Linked DNA regions of Mus musculus: regions 2 and 3 are each linked to region 1. The links are chromatin contacts, called in public promoter capture Hi-C maps. All regions are on one chromosome and are shown on one strand. The core of a region is the stretch at or near the end of the contact, and the rest is flanking DNA. Distances in the headings are between cores, read along the strand shown.

Region 1 (4,571 bases), core at 1,384-3,883:
TTTTTTCCAGTGGCATGCCCACTGCCTCCCCAGCAAGAAACGCCCAGAGTTCAGGTCACAGGTGGGAGGCTTTATGACAATGGGGCAGTGGAGTTCTGGGCAAGGACACCACACTGCTCTGAGAGTCCAGGCTCAGGTCATGCCCAAGGGCCTTGGGGACTTCCTTTTCCCTCACCAGGCTGAACTTCCCAATATTTCTTTTTCTAGTAACCCAGACAAGGCACCGCTACCCCACCAGCGTCCCCCAGACAAAGTGACTCACAGCTGCCCATGGGAGCTGAAAGCAGAGTTTTGCCTGAAGTGCATCTTGTATGGCAAGCACAGGACCCCTTTTGGCCTCTCATCCAGGTATATCAGTGTTTGCCCAACACTCCACTCCCCAGCCTCTGGGGGGGGGGGGGAACGACGACAAAATGAGGCAGCACTCCTGACTGTCAGCAGAAGGCTGAGTCAAGGCTAGAGGACAGGGACACATGTCTGCACAGGACTAGAAAGGTCTCCAATCATTTGCCCCCTTCTTGTCCCCCTGCCTCACACAAGCCTGCCTTATGGAGGTGAGCCTAGGTAGACTTATCCCGCCGTGTCTGTGTGGGCTCCTCAGCTCCCATGCTCTGACACCCACCTTCCTCCCTGGCTGGCAGGATACTTCAGCATGGCACGAACAGGGCTGGGGCCTGGCCAGGTATTTCTTAGTGGCTACAGAAACAACAATAGGCTGCCAACTTGGGGGGTTGCTTTTGCCCAATTACCTGTCTGCTTGTGGCAAGATGAATCATGGAGGGCCAAGACGGGCTTTGAGACCTTAGCTTTAGAGGCCCTGAACCTTCTGTGGTCTCCCCACCGTTGGGCAGGGACACAGGGGTAAACCAGTCCCGAGCTGAGCCTGGGAGGAGCAGGAACAAAAATAACCCGGTACAGGCTCCTGCTGGGGCCAGAAATAGCATAGTGACAAGTATCTTGTAACACCCCAGACACACAGCAGCGGGGAGGCTGAGCCGAGCAGGGTCTTGTCCCACACCAGACCCTCGTCTGGCCAAGAGGCTCGCACCCCACCACTCTACATACCATACTTCACTTTCCACGTGCCCACACAAGTGAGTGGGGGCCTGAGGAACTGCAACTCAGGACAAGGAATCTGGAGAGATGCTAAACTTGGGCTTGGCCTTCGCCACAGCCACACTGCGCTTGCGCAGGGGCCCCCGCGACGAGGCGAGGGTCAGGGCATCCAGCAGACTGCGGTCCTCATCAAGCTGGCGGGCTGTGCAGAGTGGTGTGGGCACTTTAATGGTGTTACCAAATTTGGAGTAGTCCACAGAATAGCGGCCGTCCTCCTCGGCCACAATGGGGACAAAGCGCTGCCCCCATAGAATCTCGTCAGCTAGGTAGGAGGTGCGGGCCTGGGTGGTGATGCCCGTGGTTTCTACCACGCCTTCCAAGATGACAATGATCTCCAGGTCCTGGTGGTGGTGCAGGTCACTAGGAGCCAGGTCGTAGAGCGGGCTGTTGGAGTCGATGACGTGGTAGATGATGAGTGGGGCCACCAGGAAGATGCCGTTACCACCCACGCCATTCTCCATGGGGATGTCTACCTGGTGGAGAGGCACAACTTCGCCCTCGGGGCTGGTGGTCTTGCGCACCACCTGCATGTGGATGGTGGCGCTAATGATCATGCTCTTTCGGAGGTCCCCTACGCGCAGCATGAAGCACAGGCGGCCATGGCGCAGGGTGATCACAGCATGCTTGCTGAAGATGAGGGTTTCTGCCCGCCGATGGGCCTGGGCCGTTTTCATGAAGATGCAGCCCAGCATGATGGCGTTGATCATCAGCCCGACGATATTCTGCACAATGAGAATGAGGATGGCCAGGGGACATTCCTCTGTCACCATGCGCCCGCCGAAACCAATGGTCACCTGGACCTCGATGGAGAAAAGGAAGGCAGATGAAAAGGAGTGGATGCTTGTGACGCAGGGCACATTGGTGCCCTCTCCGGGGGCCAGGTCACCGTGGGCGAAGGCGATGAGCCACCAGACCATGGCAAAGAGCAGCCAGCTGCACAGGAAGGACATGGTGAAAATGAGCAGAGTGTGTGGCCATTTGAGGTCCACCAGCGTGGTGAACACATCCTGCAGGAAGCGGCCCTGCTCTCGAATGTTCTTGTGGGCGACGTTGCAGTTGCCTTTCTTGGACACGAAGCGGGCCCTCCTCTCTCGAGTACGGTACCTGGGCTCTGCAGGGTCCTCTGCCAGCCGGGTCAGCACATATTCCTCAGGGATAATGCCCTTTCGGGACAGCATGGCTCCGTTGGCCCCGGGAAGGGGTTTCCCCCATGGGGGGAGGCACTACACTGGCTTGGCCTAGGGCCTCTTTGTGGGGTCCCCCTCTCTGAGCCCTCTCCTCAGGTTACCCTAAGCTTGTACCAACCTCTAGGCTGGTATGCCCCTCAGCTGGGTTCTGCTTCTCTTTATACTACTAGCCTCAGATGCCGGCTCCACCTGCTCATTGCTTACTGAGCCCCCAACCCAGCTTGTGCTCTACCCGCTCAGCTCTCCTCCACCGCCCCAGGACCCCCCTCTAACTCCCTTTCCCTGGCCCAGCCTTTCTTCTCAAACCACCTCAGAACTTGTCACCTCCGGGTCTCCCAACTTACCAGCCCTCACTCGACCCCCCCCTCAGCACCCCCCCCCCCGCGCTCTTCTCTGACCTCACCCACTTCTGTCCCCGGTCCCCTCCAAGGACCAGCCTTACTTCTTGACCCAGTCTCCTCTCCAGGTGTGCCCCGGATTTCCCATCCCACCCCTCCCCTGGCTCCCTCGCCGCTCTCCCGTTCCTTCTCTAGCCCTTGTCCTCTAGTCTCCTTGGGATCCGGTGCCCTTCGAGTCACCCCGCAACCGTCTACGCTCTGGATCCCCTCGCCCCCCGCCGCCCAGACCCCAGTGGCTCCGCGTCGCGGCCTCCCTGCTGCCCTGCCGCCCGCCCGCAGCCCCCGCCGCCGCTCCGTTCCCACCCCGCCTGTCGCCGCCGCACCTGCTCGTGCTGCTCAAGCAGCGGCCACCTCCCTGCCCCCTCCCACTCCGGGTTGCTCACTCCCGGCCGGCTTCCCTGGCGTGTGTCTGTGAGCCCGTCCTCAGGCACCGACCCGTGCGCGGTGGGGGTGGGAGGCTGCGGGCGGGGGGCTCCCGAGAGCGAGTGCAGCCTCCGCCGCCAGAGGGCGCCAGATCGGCTCCTGAGAGGTAGAGGTGGGCCTAGACGCAAGCCCCGCCCACAGAGGATTCTCGTCCCGCCCTTGCCTGCTCACTGTCCTCAGCCAGGCCATGGGGCTTCAAACTGAGGATGGCTCTGAAGAAGTTGCTTTTGTGGAATTCTCTTAGGTTGGTTCAGCGGCCCCTATACCCCTGACTTCTATTTTTGCCCGGTCCATAGTTAAGTCTTACCTGCCTCTTACACAGCACTTGATACCCAGGGAAAGAAGGCAGCGAAAGGTTACATCATCAACGCAGGGGCAGGGGTGAGAGAAATATTAGTCTCAGAACTTCTCAACCGACGATTCTTCTTCCCTTTGAGGATTATTTTTGATCCTACATCTATTTATTTACTTATTTGTTTATTTATTTGCTTATTTACCTATTCAAGACAGGATTTCTTATAGCCCAGGATGGCTTCAAACTTGGCATGTAGCAGAGTATGACCTTGAACTTCTGCCTCCACTCCCAGAGTTCTGGGATTGCAAGTGCACCGCAAGGCCCTGGCTACCGTCCCTGAGTTTTAAGAGGGTTTGTTCTGCCAGTGTCTGCTTTGCACCCTGTAGACCTTCAGACTGGTTTCTTCCCTTTAGCCCTGGGTGTGTGTGTGTGTGTGTGTGTGTGTGTGTGTGTGTGTGTGTGTGTGTGTGAGAGAGAGAGAGAGAGAGAGAGAGAGAGAGAGAGAGAGAGAGAGAGAGTTTGGGCCTGAGCAGCTGATTCAGGGCTAGCTTGGGTACAGAGTAGGTGACCCAGGTTTTTGTCAAGAACAGTAGTGATGTTTCCATTGCAGATGCCACCCTGGAGTGGCTCCTGGAGATTGATGGAGCTGTAATGGCTTGCCCTGGGGCTCAGACTCTTGAGACAGACCTCTACCCACTGTGTAGCTTGAGTGAAGGCTTGAGGCTGGAGCTAGGGTAATAGGGGCACTGGGAATGCGGGCCACCATGGGACAGTTTCCTTTTGAGCAGGGGACTTTCAGATGGCATTTTCTTCTTTCCAGATCTGCTGGTAGGTATCGTGGACCCTGCTACAAAGAGCGAGGGAGAGCTGGACTATACTGATAGGGCCGTTTATGCCTGAGGCAGGGAGGATAACACAAGGGTAGGCAGTTTAAGAACACAGCCACACAAGAAATCTCCGAGGCCACTTCAACTTTTAGCCATGAGAAAGGAACCCTTGGAGAGGGGCTCTAGGGACTTTGGACATCTATGCAGAAGTCCCTGTGGGTAAAGGAGCCATGACTAGCAGGTTTGCTTGGCCTGTGCATAGGGTGGAGTAGAGGACAGTCTTTGATTGACATATGCCAGAGTTTGTTCTGATGACAGTAGCCAG
Region 2 (4,571 bases), core at 1,130-3,629, 1.7 Mb before region 1:
ACCATTGAAAACACAGGGGCACGCCTTCCAACAATGTAAAGGAAGGTTACCCCAACAATACCCAAAGGGACTTTCAAGCCACCTCAGTCATTTCCCATCTACGTGAGGCCTTGCCTTCGAGGACGCTCTTCCTTTCTCTCATTTGTCACATGCAGCTAAGGATCTAATGAACACCATAAGCACCAGTTACGGCAGCACCAAACACTAACTGATGGCAAGCATCGCAGCTCTACCGCCGAGCCCCTCCCCTCGCAGGCTTCTGCCACCGGATGCCACCACCAGCCCCTCCCCAAGGAGCACTAGACAGGTGCTCTGCAACTGAGCTCAGGATAATTTAATTTAATCTTCGAAATAATGGTGCAATATCTGATTTTTATTTCTAAATTATCATTTTCAGGCCCGGGAGAAAACTCATCAGTAAAGTGCTTACTGAGCAAACATGTTATGAGTTGTACCCCAGAACAACATAAAAAGCCAGGTGTGGTGGCAAGCCCCCACTTTAATTTCCTCTCTGGGAGGTAGAAGCAGATAGATCCATGGATCTCACAAGCCAGCCAAAAACTGAGACAGATGACACCCTGATACCTGTACATCGCATGTGCATGCATTCGCACGCACATACATGCACATACATGCACACGTGTGTACCAATTATCATCATCTTAGTGGGGTGTAGTGGTACCAGCCAGCAGTACTAGCACTCAGAAAGCAGAGGCAGGAGGATTACTAGTTCTCATCTGGTTTGGACTTCAGAGTAAAGCCTAGTGTCCAAACTTTTGTTTGTTCGTTGTTTGTTAATTTAAAAATCGTCCTCATTTTTAAAGAGAAAAAGTAAGGCAGTTAGGAACTAACCCAGCGGAAGTCATACAGTGTGCTGAGCTGGCATTAAACACGCATGCATTTTCCCGAGTCGCACAGATGGCTGGTTCTTGCTGCAGCTGCCTCGCAGCATCTGAGCTGCCTCAGACTCACAGTGTTTCTTTGAAGATGTGTCACGTGAAGCTGGCAAGCCCATCTGTGTGCACATTTCTGAGTGTGTGTCACCGCCTGGTCAGGCTGAGCTCCATGGCTGGCATGGAGCTGACTAGCCACTAAGGCCGTTCGCCGCACCTTTGGTGGCCAGGCCCCCGTGCATGCTTCCTCAGACTCCTGTGAGAAGATGCTAGCAGCATAAACATGGACCCTGGATGGAGCCAGCTATCTTTTTCGGAGGCTTCTGATATATAACAACTGCAAATTGCATGCATACGCTACAAGGGGAAGAGTTGCTTTGAACCCAGAGTCTCAGATATGCCAAGCAAACACTGGTTTTTTAGGCTATCAGACCAAGCGCTTTGCTTTCCTGGGAGATTCTACTAGACAAAGGCTCCACTTCTCATCAATGCCCCCAGCTCCTCACTGGAGGATTCTAGACAGGGCTTCTACTGCTGCACTACATCCCCAGCTCTCTCTTATTTTTGGACAGGGTCTCACTCAATCTGCAGAGGCTGGTCTTGAACTCATCCGTAGCCCAGGTTGACCTGGAACTTTCTATCCTCTTCCCTCCCCATCCAGAGCAACTGGGATGAAAGGTCTCTGCCATCAGGCCTTGGAAGCTGTGTTTATTTTGTATAACTGGCTGGCGGGAGGACAATAGCAATTGAGTGAGACACTAACTTCCAAGCCACCCCTCTGGGCTGCTTTTGTGTAGATCAGGACCTCGTGGGAGGAATTGAATCTCCACGGGCCTCAATTGTTCTGTGAAATGGGAATACCTTGATTGCATTCATCCTTATACCAAAGTGAATATTCCATGAGAAGCCATCTTCAAAGCTCTTAACTCCTAACATTGGTAATGGTGAGTGGCAATTTTCATTAGCTGCTATTAATGTGGTAAAAACCGGATGCTCTGTGCCTGTAAGTAGTCATTAAGCACCCACTTGGTGCCAGTGTTTTTGATGCACACTGACTGGTTTCTCAAACTACATCCCTTAGGAGATAATTTCATTGTATTGTGCTGGACATCGGGATCTGGGATGCTAAGAGTCTCAAGGGGACTAGGGCAGGATTCAAATCCAGTGCCTGTGGCTCTACCTAAAATATGAGACTTACTGTGGCCAGCTTTCATTCCAGCCTGCTCAGCTGTAAACCCTGAGATCTTGCTCCCTGGAGAAAGGAGTTTTTGTGGCCTGGGACCTCTGAATCCTAACCTTCTAGTTCCCTCAGGTGGCCTCTCAACTGGGGCGAAACTGCAACCAGAGTCCAGGGAGGTGCACACTAGGGCCATACGGATTTTGGCTTTTGGGTTGCATGGGCTGGCGGGGGAGGGGGGGGGAAAGGGCTTGGGAGGAGCCGAGGAGCTGCGACAGGGGTGGGGAGGAGCCAGGCGGGCACCGCGGCAGCGGGCAGGCGGGCGCGCGCGCGCTCCGGGCTGCAGCAGCCGGGGCTCCGGTGAGTCCGCCCCTCCCCCTCCCCCGCCCCAACCTCATCCCAAGGGGGCGGCCCCAAGTGGGGGCGCGGAGGTCGGTGCAAATAGGGGCGCATCTGGAGCTGGGGAGCTGAGTCTGCAGTGCCAGCTGGACGCTCCAGGGGAGGGGCACGTGGCCCTGGAAAAAGGGGGATCTTGATTCCAATACACCTGGGTGCACTTCACCCTTGCCCACCCATCCCCAGAGTATGGGGATTAGTGACCCATCTCATGACCCCTAAGTGATTAGAGCTACGTGACCTCTGGAGATCTTGGACTCCTTTCCCCTCTCCTGCAGCGTCTTGGGACCCTGACATTTTAACCCTTCCAGCACCACTCCCCCAAAAAATCCCATATTCTGCAGACCGGAGACGCATTGAGGACTTCAACTCCCAGCAGCCCTTGCAGCTCTGGTGCGATAAAGCTGCAGTAGCACTAGCAGCAAGACCAGCTGGGAGTTGTAGTCCCTAAGCTTTTAACTAGCTGCTGGGGGCACGGAGGTGGGAGGGGGCGGCTGGACCTCACCGGGGTCATCTGGGGTCGCGCAGCTACTTCGAGTCGGGCAAGATGCAAAGCTTGGGCTGATTTTTTCCCTCCCGATTTGGGTCCCTAGATCAGTCACCAGCCCCCCTTCTTGCCACCTGGCAAGCGTGGAGACCGGTCCGCAGCGGCTAGGCTCGTCCACCCTGCAATCCCCATGGGCTACCGCCCCCCGCCGCCTCGGCTGCCACCCAGGACAAGGCAGGGGTAAGCACAGGTGAGTCTGACCCTGGCCAAATGGCAGTCAGTCTTCCTTAGCAGCCTGGCTTCTCTTGACTGTCTGGCCCTCGTTCTTTCCCTCGGGGGGGGGGGGGGCTCTTTCCCACCGATGTCTAATGTCTAGCTCCAAACCTTACCTTGTGTTACTCCCTCCTCGCCCACCTCCACCTCTCTCTCCTGTTCTCCTTTTTTTTTTTTTTAAACTGACCATGCTTCTGTCTGTCTGTGTTCCCAACTCTCTTCTCTTGCCTTGTATCTGAGGTCTCCAGCCATTGTCTGGTTGTCCAACCTGGAATTCAGCATCTTTTCTCTCTCTCTTCTGATCTACCTGTGTCTCATTGGAAGGTATTTCTGCCCACACCCCTGCCTCCCTGGCTTCACTTCTCTCTGTGTGTGCACCATGTCTCGGATATAATGAAGTACACGCTGTTCCCCAGCCTCTGTCCTGAACCTCTATACTCCGAATTCTGTGTCTATCTTTCCCTGGCTACCCGACTTCACTTGGTCCTTTCCTCTTATCTCTATCTGTCCTCTTAGCTCCCCTTCTCTCAGCTCGGGGTTTCTGCCACACACCTGACTCTCCTTCCTCTGACCCTCCAGCAGTTTCCCACCCTAAGCCTCCCACCAATGATGTTGCAGCTGCCCAAAATGCTCTTACCTGCCACAGCCTGGCTGCCTACTGTTGATGGCTGCCTCCAACCTTCCTTTGGGTCTCAGAGTACCCATCCTGACTTTCAGTCTGTGGCCCCTTGGGGGCACATTCCTTTCGTCTGAGAGTACCTTGCCTTTTGGTGTGGCTCTGTTGATCCGTTTGCTCCTTAACCACTCTCATTAGATGGTGACCCCAAGAAGTGACTATAACATCTGTCATTTTCATCCTCTAATCCTGGTCCCCGAGCCACCACCTTCTGACCTTTGCCTCCCTACCAGACCTTCTCCCTCCTTCTCCCTGCACCTGTCCCTGTCTCTTTCTGCAGCTCTGCCCACCCCACTCTTAAGTATAGGATCACGTGGCCACTATGTCTGGGGACTATGAAGATGACCTCTGTCGGCGGGCGCTCATCCTGGTCTCAGACCTCTGTGCACGGGTCCGAGATGCTGATACCAATGATAGGTGTCAAGAGTTCAACGAACTGCGGATCAGAGGATATCCCCGGGGTCCGGATGCAGGTCAGAACCCCAGCTGTCCCAACTAGCCACTGACTGCTACCCAACTCCATAAGGGCAAAGACTTGGGAAGGTCAGAGCAGAGCCACTCAGCTTTCACTCCCTTTATGGCTAGCTCCATTGAGAGCCTTGCCTCTGTCTTTGCTTTATCTCCAAACCACTGAAATGGGAGAAATAGCTGTGTGCTTGGTCCATCTAA
Region 3 (4,571 bases), core at 570-3,069, 1.0 Mb after region 1:
TTACCTAACTCAAGAAGAAAGCCCTTGAGACAGCCTCATGCCCCTAGATACTGAACTTGATCTTAACTTGGACCCTATCTCATCTGAACTCTCCAAGGTGACCAACTTCATCTTTTCTCCATCAAGTTGTGGTTGAACTCTCTAGCCAGCCTCTCTTGGCACCTTCTGTCACCAGACAGCCCACTCTGCATGGGGACACCTAGCTGCCCTTGAGGGAGCCTGGTGCAGCTGTAACTCAAGCTTCCTTGTCAGCTTTCTCAGCAATACCAAGAGGCCAGCCTTCGTAAACAGCAAGAAAAAGAGCCATCAGTGGGGACCTGGGGGACTCCATAAAGGAAGGATGATTAGACCTCTACAAAGACATGGTTGGATGAGCAAAAGTGGGTGCTCATGGAGGACGGCAGAGTGCCTGACTGGGAAGGCGTGTGGTCATCCCAAAGTTAAGTGAAGAGATGAAGCATGGAATGCCACATCACCTGGTCCAACTGGGGACCCTCAGGCTTAGCAACTCCTGGAAGGGCTAGAGCCACGCCAGGAATCGAATTTCTGCTTCATTCTCCAAATTACCTTCCAAACCATGGATGCTTGCAAAACAGAGCCCCCCTAGAGGCGAAATGAGGCAAATTAAAGCACCCACTCCCATTTTTTTTTTTTAAACCAGCAAGGATGACAGGAAATGAATGGCATCTTCAGCTTCAGTTGGGGGAAGGGCCAGCACTGTCAAGACTCACCTGGCGTACTCACGTGAATTTCTGGGCTCTGGGGTTTCCTGGGGATTAGGTCTGATTGTGTAGGGGGAGAAAATGGGTATAAAAACCAAGCGCCCCAGATTCCGATGCATGCTGTGCTACTAACTCGCTAGTGACCTTGGCCTTACCACCTCACTGGCCTCAGTTTCCCTGTCTGGAGAATGAAGCTATCAAATGAGTTTTTTTTTTTCCCGGCCCCAAGATGCTACTTCACTCTCTAATTGATCCTTGATGAGGATTCTGACCCAAGCTTTGTAGGAGCCTGGGCCTCCTCCAGGAAAAAAAAAAAAAAGCAATATGTCGGGGGGAGGGGAAATGCACCGGGAATCTATTTTGGAACCCAGTGGCGGATGGCTAAAGGGTCTCGGGGAAGGCACAATTTGGCAACCAGCTGGCTAGCTACCATTTCCATCACCCCTCTCTGGGGGTTCAGAGGCGCTGCAGCTGAGAGCTGCACACCAGCCTGGGCCGCAGAAGCTCAGACCTGGTCCACTATCTGAATCCCTCCTTGGAACCACGCAAGAGCACGGGGAGTGGCGGCCGCTCCTTCCGTGGTCCCCAACCACAAGCCCCCTCCCCTGCATTGGGGACCCCACTTCCAGTCTTTGGGGCTCCCTACGGGGGGCGTGGCGGGGGCGGACTCGGGCTCCTGGGTTCGGTGGATTGGAGGAGATGTCAATTTCGCTGCCGCCCCAGAGGGGACCCCGTACCAATGCCTCCCGGCTTCTCACACAAAGGCGCCGCACTTACCGGCCAGAGCGGGCTCCAGGCGCCGGCGGACAAGCAGGCTGGCGGGAGGATGTGAGCGCGCGAGTGTGCGTGTCTGCGTGTGTCCCTGTCTGTGTGTGACAGGGGCCGTGCGGAGCTCGGTGCGTCTGCGTGTGCGGGGGCGTCCGTCTGTCGGTCTGTCCGCGGAGCCCTCAGTCCCGCTCTCCTTGCGTGCTCCCTGCCCAATCGCCCCACCAAATGCGCCTGAACTGCAGAGTCGCGGGTGCAGCTGCCGGGTCTGCTGGGCACCCCCAGCCCGGGCTCCGCCCCGCCCCCGGACGGGCTTGCGCCGCTCCCCGGGAATTGCGCAGGGCTCGCCCGCTTGGCGGGGTGGGGGTGGGGAGCTCCAGCATCGCCTAGGGCTCTAGAGGGGCGGACCACAGACCCTTAACATGGGATCCCATCTCCAGTGCCCCCTCACCCGCCACAACTCTGTACGGAGTCCCCACAGGCGCCGCCCCCATGCCAAGGTTGCCTGGACTGAGAGGGCGGGGGAGTGGGAGCGCCGCATCCATTTCATTCATGATTTTCTTCTCTCCGGAGCCCCGGGTCGGGGCTGCGCGACTACGGCAACCGCCAGAGGGACCCCACTAGGGCTGTACACATTTTATCTGGAGCAGGACGGACAGACAGATGGATGAGGGTAGAGGCAAGCTAGACAAAGGGGTCAGAACTGGGTTGGGAGTGTTGGTGCACAGGGGGATGCTGTAGCTGGCACCTGTACCCGCGGAGCACTGCATACCCGGGAGCTCAGGACCTGTTCCAGGACTCGGAGGAGGCGCCTTACTTCCCACTCCTTCTTTTTCTGTCTCTGTAGAGCAAGAGCGGGTGGACACCTCTCTCTCCATCGGGGTTAGCTCTCCTGACTTATGCAGCGGGACAGGCACCCATCCGCTTTGCTTTCATGTGGGCGCCAGGGTTCCAAGGGCTGCCCAGTTGTGGCATTTTTTCCAATCTTACCTTCTCCGGGGCTTGTTCCTGACATTTCACCCCACTGCAGGCTCTGTGGGGGCAGAGTGGATCGCACACGCAGCAGTTTTACATGGCGAAAATGAGAAGCAGGACGCGGCTACTAAAAAGAATGGTTCCAGCCACTGCTCTCCTCTGTAGCTTAAATTTCCGCAGTAGCCTCTTTACTAGTCTTCCGTCCCTGGCCACCTGCAGCTGTTTCTTTACAGAGTACTCCGAGCGATCCTTTTGAAAAGCGCACCAGGAAAAAAAGGAAGAAAGAAAGAAATGCGCACCAGGTTGCATCTATCCTTTGTCAGAACTCCCACAGCCGATGGCCATTGCATTCACCAAAGCGCCCGTTATAGCCTGGGAGGGTCTTCATGAGCAGGCGTCCTTTAATGCTCTAACTTCACTTCCTGCCCTTCACTCCTTCCTCCCAATCTGTGGCCATAACCAAGATGGCAGCCTCTCAGGCCCCAGGACCTTCACATTGTTAATCTCTCCGCTCCAGAAAGCCATATGGCTTCCCTTTCTCCCGTTACCTCTTTAATGTGCTACTTCCATGAGGTCTTTGGTGATTCTCCTAGTTAGGATTGCAGGCCTGCTCCTCGTGTTTTCCTATGGTAGTTAAAACCTTCGTTTTTGTGTACCCAGAGGTGCTCCGGTTTCTTATGCTGCCTTGCAGTTTTCCCCTGTCACCAAACTGCTGTTCTCCCATCTCTAGGCCATTGACCTCACTGTGCTTTAGCCTGGAATGCATCCTCCCACAAACCCCCATTCTTTGTGCAATTCTCAACACCAAGTGTCACCTTCTCCTTGGAACCTCCCTGGCCACCCTCAGATCATCCTCTATGCGGTGGTCTGAGAGAAATATCAGTCCTTTATCCCACAGCCTATAGCGGTTCTCCATTTCATCCAAGGGACAGCTAAAGCTGTGTTTCCAGAGACACTCGCCTTCCCCACCTAGATGCACTCTAGACTTCCAGACAGTGACTTTGCTCTCCTTGATTCTCAGCACAGAAGGATTCATCAGCGTCTGAAGGCCCTAAGCTGGGTCTTTTCTTTTGCCTAGGAAAGGCACAGAGGCAAGCTAGGTCTCCTGCTTACCCTCTAGGAATTTCCTTTCCAGGCAGTGGGGAGGAAGGTGTCAGTGTGACAACCAGGGCGTACTCCCTGGCTGCCCAGGAGTGCTTGTGGACCTGCTGCCCCTCCCTGAGCCTGTCAGCGCCATGTCACGCTGCAGTGTCAGGCTGAGCTTCCTCAGGTGTCATTAAAGTGACTACCAGCTACTGAGTGCCTACTATGTATGGGGCAGTGCTTCGAATATCCCCACTGTATTGCTTTATTTAATCTTTGTGACTACTTTGGTGAGTGGTGGACATTTTTGACATGCCAAATAGTCTGGAGGGACCAGGTAGAATAAGTAACTTTGTTAATGCCACTTAAACAAGTGTGTTCTTCGAATGAAGCTCTGGCCAGTTCCAAAGTCCAAGCTCACAGAACAGAGAGCCTTTGCTCTGGGGACGGGGTAGCAGATGGAAGTGAAAAAGAAGAGGACTTAGGAGTCTCCCTGCAGGTCAGCCAAGCCCAGGTTCATGCACTGTCGGTGCAGGAATCACAGAGGAGGCACAGCTGGACCTGGAGGGTTTCTGTCAGTCCTGCCCAGGGTTCGGGTTTGGGGTGGGGGTGGGGATGCGGGTTGGGGGCAGGGCTGCCTCCTGAACTCCCCTTGCTCTGTGCAGAGCTCATGCCTGGCTGTCAATGTAGCTATTGATGCCCATCTCAAAGAGAGAGACAAGGAAGACCCCTGAGAGTCCCTCTAATAGTAGGGGCTCTGGGGCTAGAGAGGTCGCTCAGTGGTTAAGGGTACACAGTGCTCTTGGAAAGGGTCGAGTTCACAATCACCTGTGAGTCCAGCTCGAGGGGATCCAACACTGTCTCCGTCTTTCACAGGCACCTGCACTCACGCGGCATACACTCACACAGACAGACACACAACTAAAAATAAAATAAAATAGTAGCCAGGGTTCAAATGATTTTTCTCTTTTGCTTCTTGCCGGGGTCTCTATCAAGTAGGGACATATCTCAACCAGCTTGTTTACC

The links. Promoter capture Hi-C pulls out the DNA fragments that hold promoters and counts their contacts. Capture Hi-C pulls out chosen DNA fragments and counts their contacts.
Region 2: a contact with region 1 is called in a promoter capture Hi-C map of adipose tissue, with 3 times the contacts expected there. The contact joins the promoter of Syt3 here to the promoter of Kcnj11 in region 1. A contact is called at or near these places in 3 of 39 promoter capture datasets (cranial neural crest and liver) and 2 of 9 other capture datasets (adipose tissue and liver).
Region 3: a contact with region 1 is called in a promoter capture Hi-C map of embryonic stem cells, with 4 times the contacts expected there. The contact joins the promoter of Ptpn5 here to the promoter of Kcnj11 in region 1. A contact is called at or near these places in 1 of 39 promoter capture datasets (embryonic stem cells), 1 of 484 Hi-C or Micro-C datasets (pro-B cells) and 1 of 9 other capture datasets (embryonic stem cells).

Annotation. Positions count from the first base shown.
Region 1 is chr7:46,097,604-46,102,174 of GRCm38.p6, forward strand. It overlaps Kcnj11 (potassium inwardly rectifying channel, subfamily J, member 11), which reads right to left and starts at 2,634. Exons shown (of 1, transcript NM_010602.3): 1 at 1-2,634. The coding sequence starts at 2,294. The coding sequence ends at 1,122.
Region 2 is chr7:44,381,747-44,386,317 of GRCm38.p6, forward strand. Syt3 (synaptotagmin III) reads left to right here and starts at 2,380. Exons shown (of 11, transcript NM_001114116.1): 1 at 2,380-2,430; 2 at 3,060-3,203; 3 at 4,210-4,375. The coding sequence starts at 4,225. It also overlaps a transcript of 1700008O03Rik not described here.
Region 3 is chr7:47,130,779-47,135,349 of GRCm38.p6, forward strand. It overlaps Ptpn5 (protein tyrosine phosphatase, non-receptor type 5), which reads right to left and starts at 1,820. Exons shown (of 14, transcript NM_001163565.1): 1 at 1,500-1,820.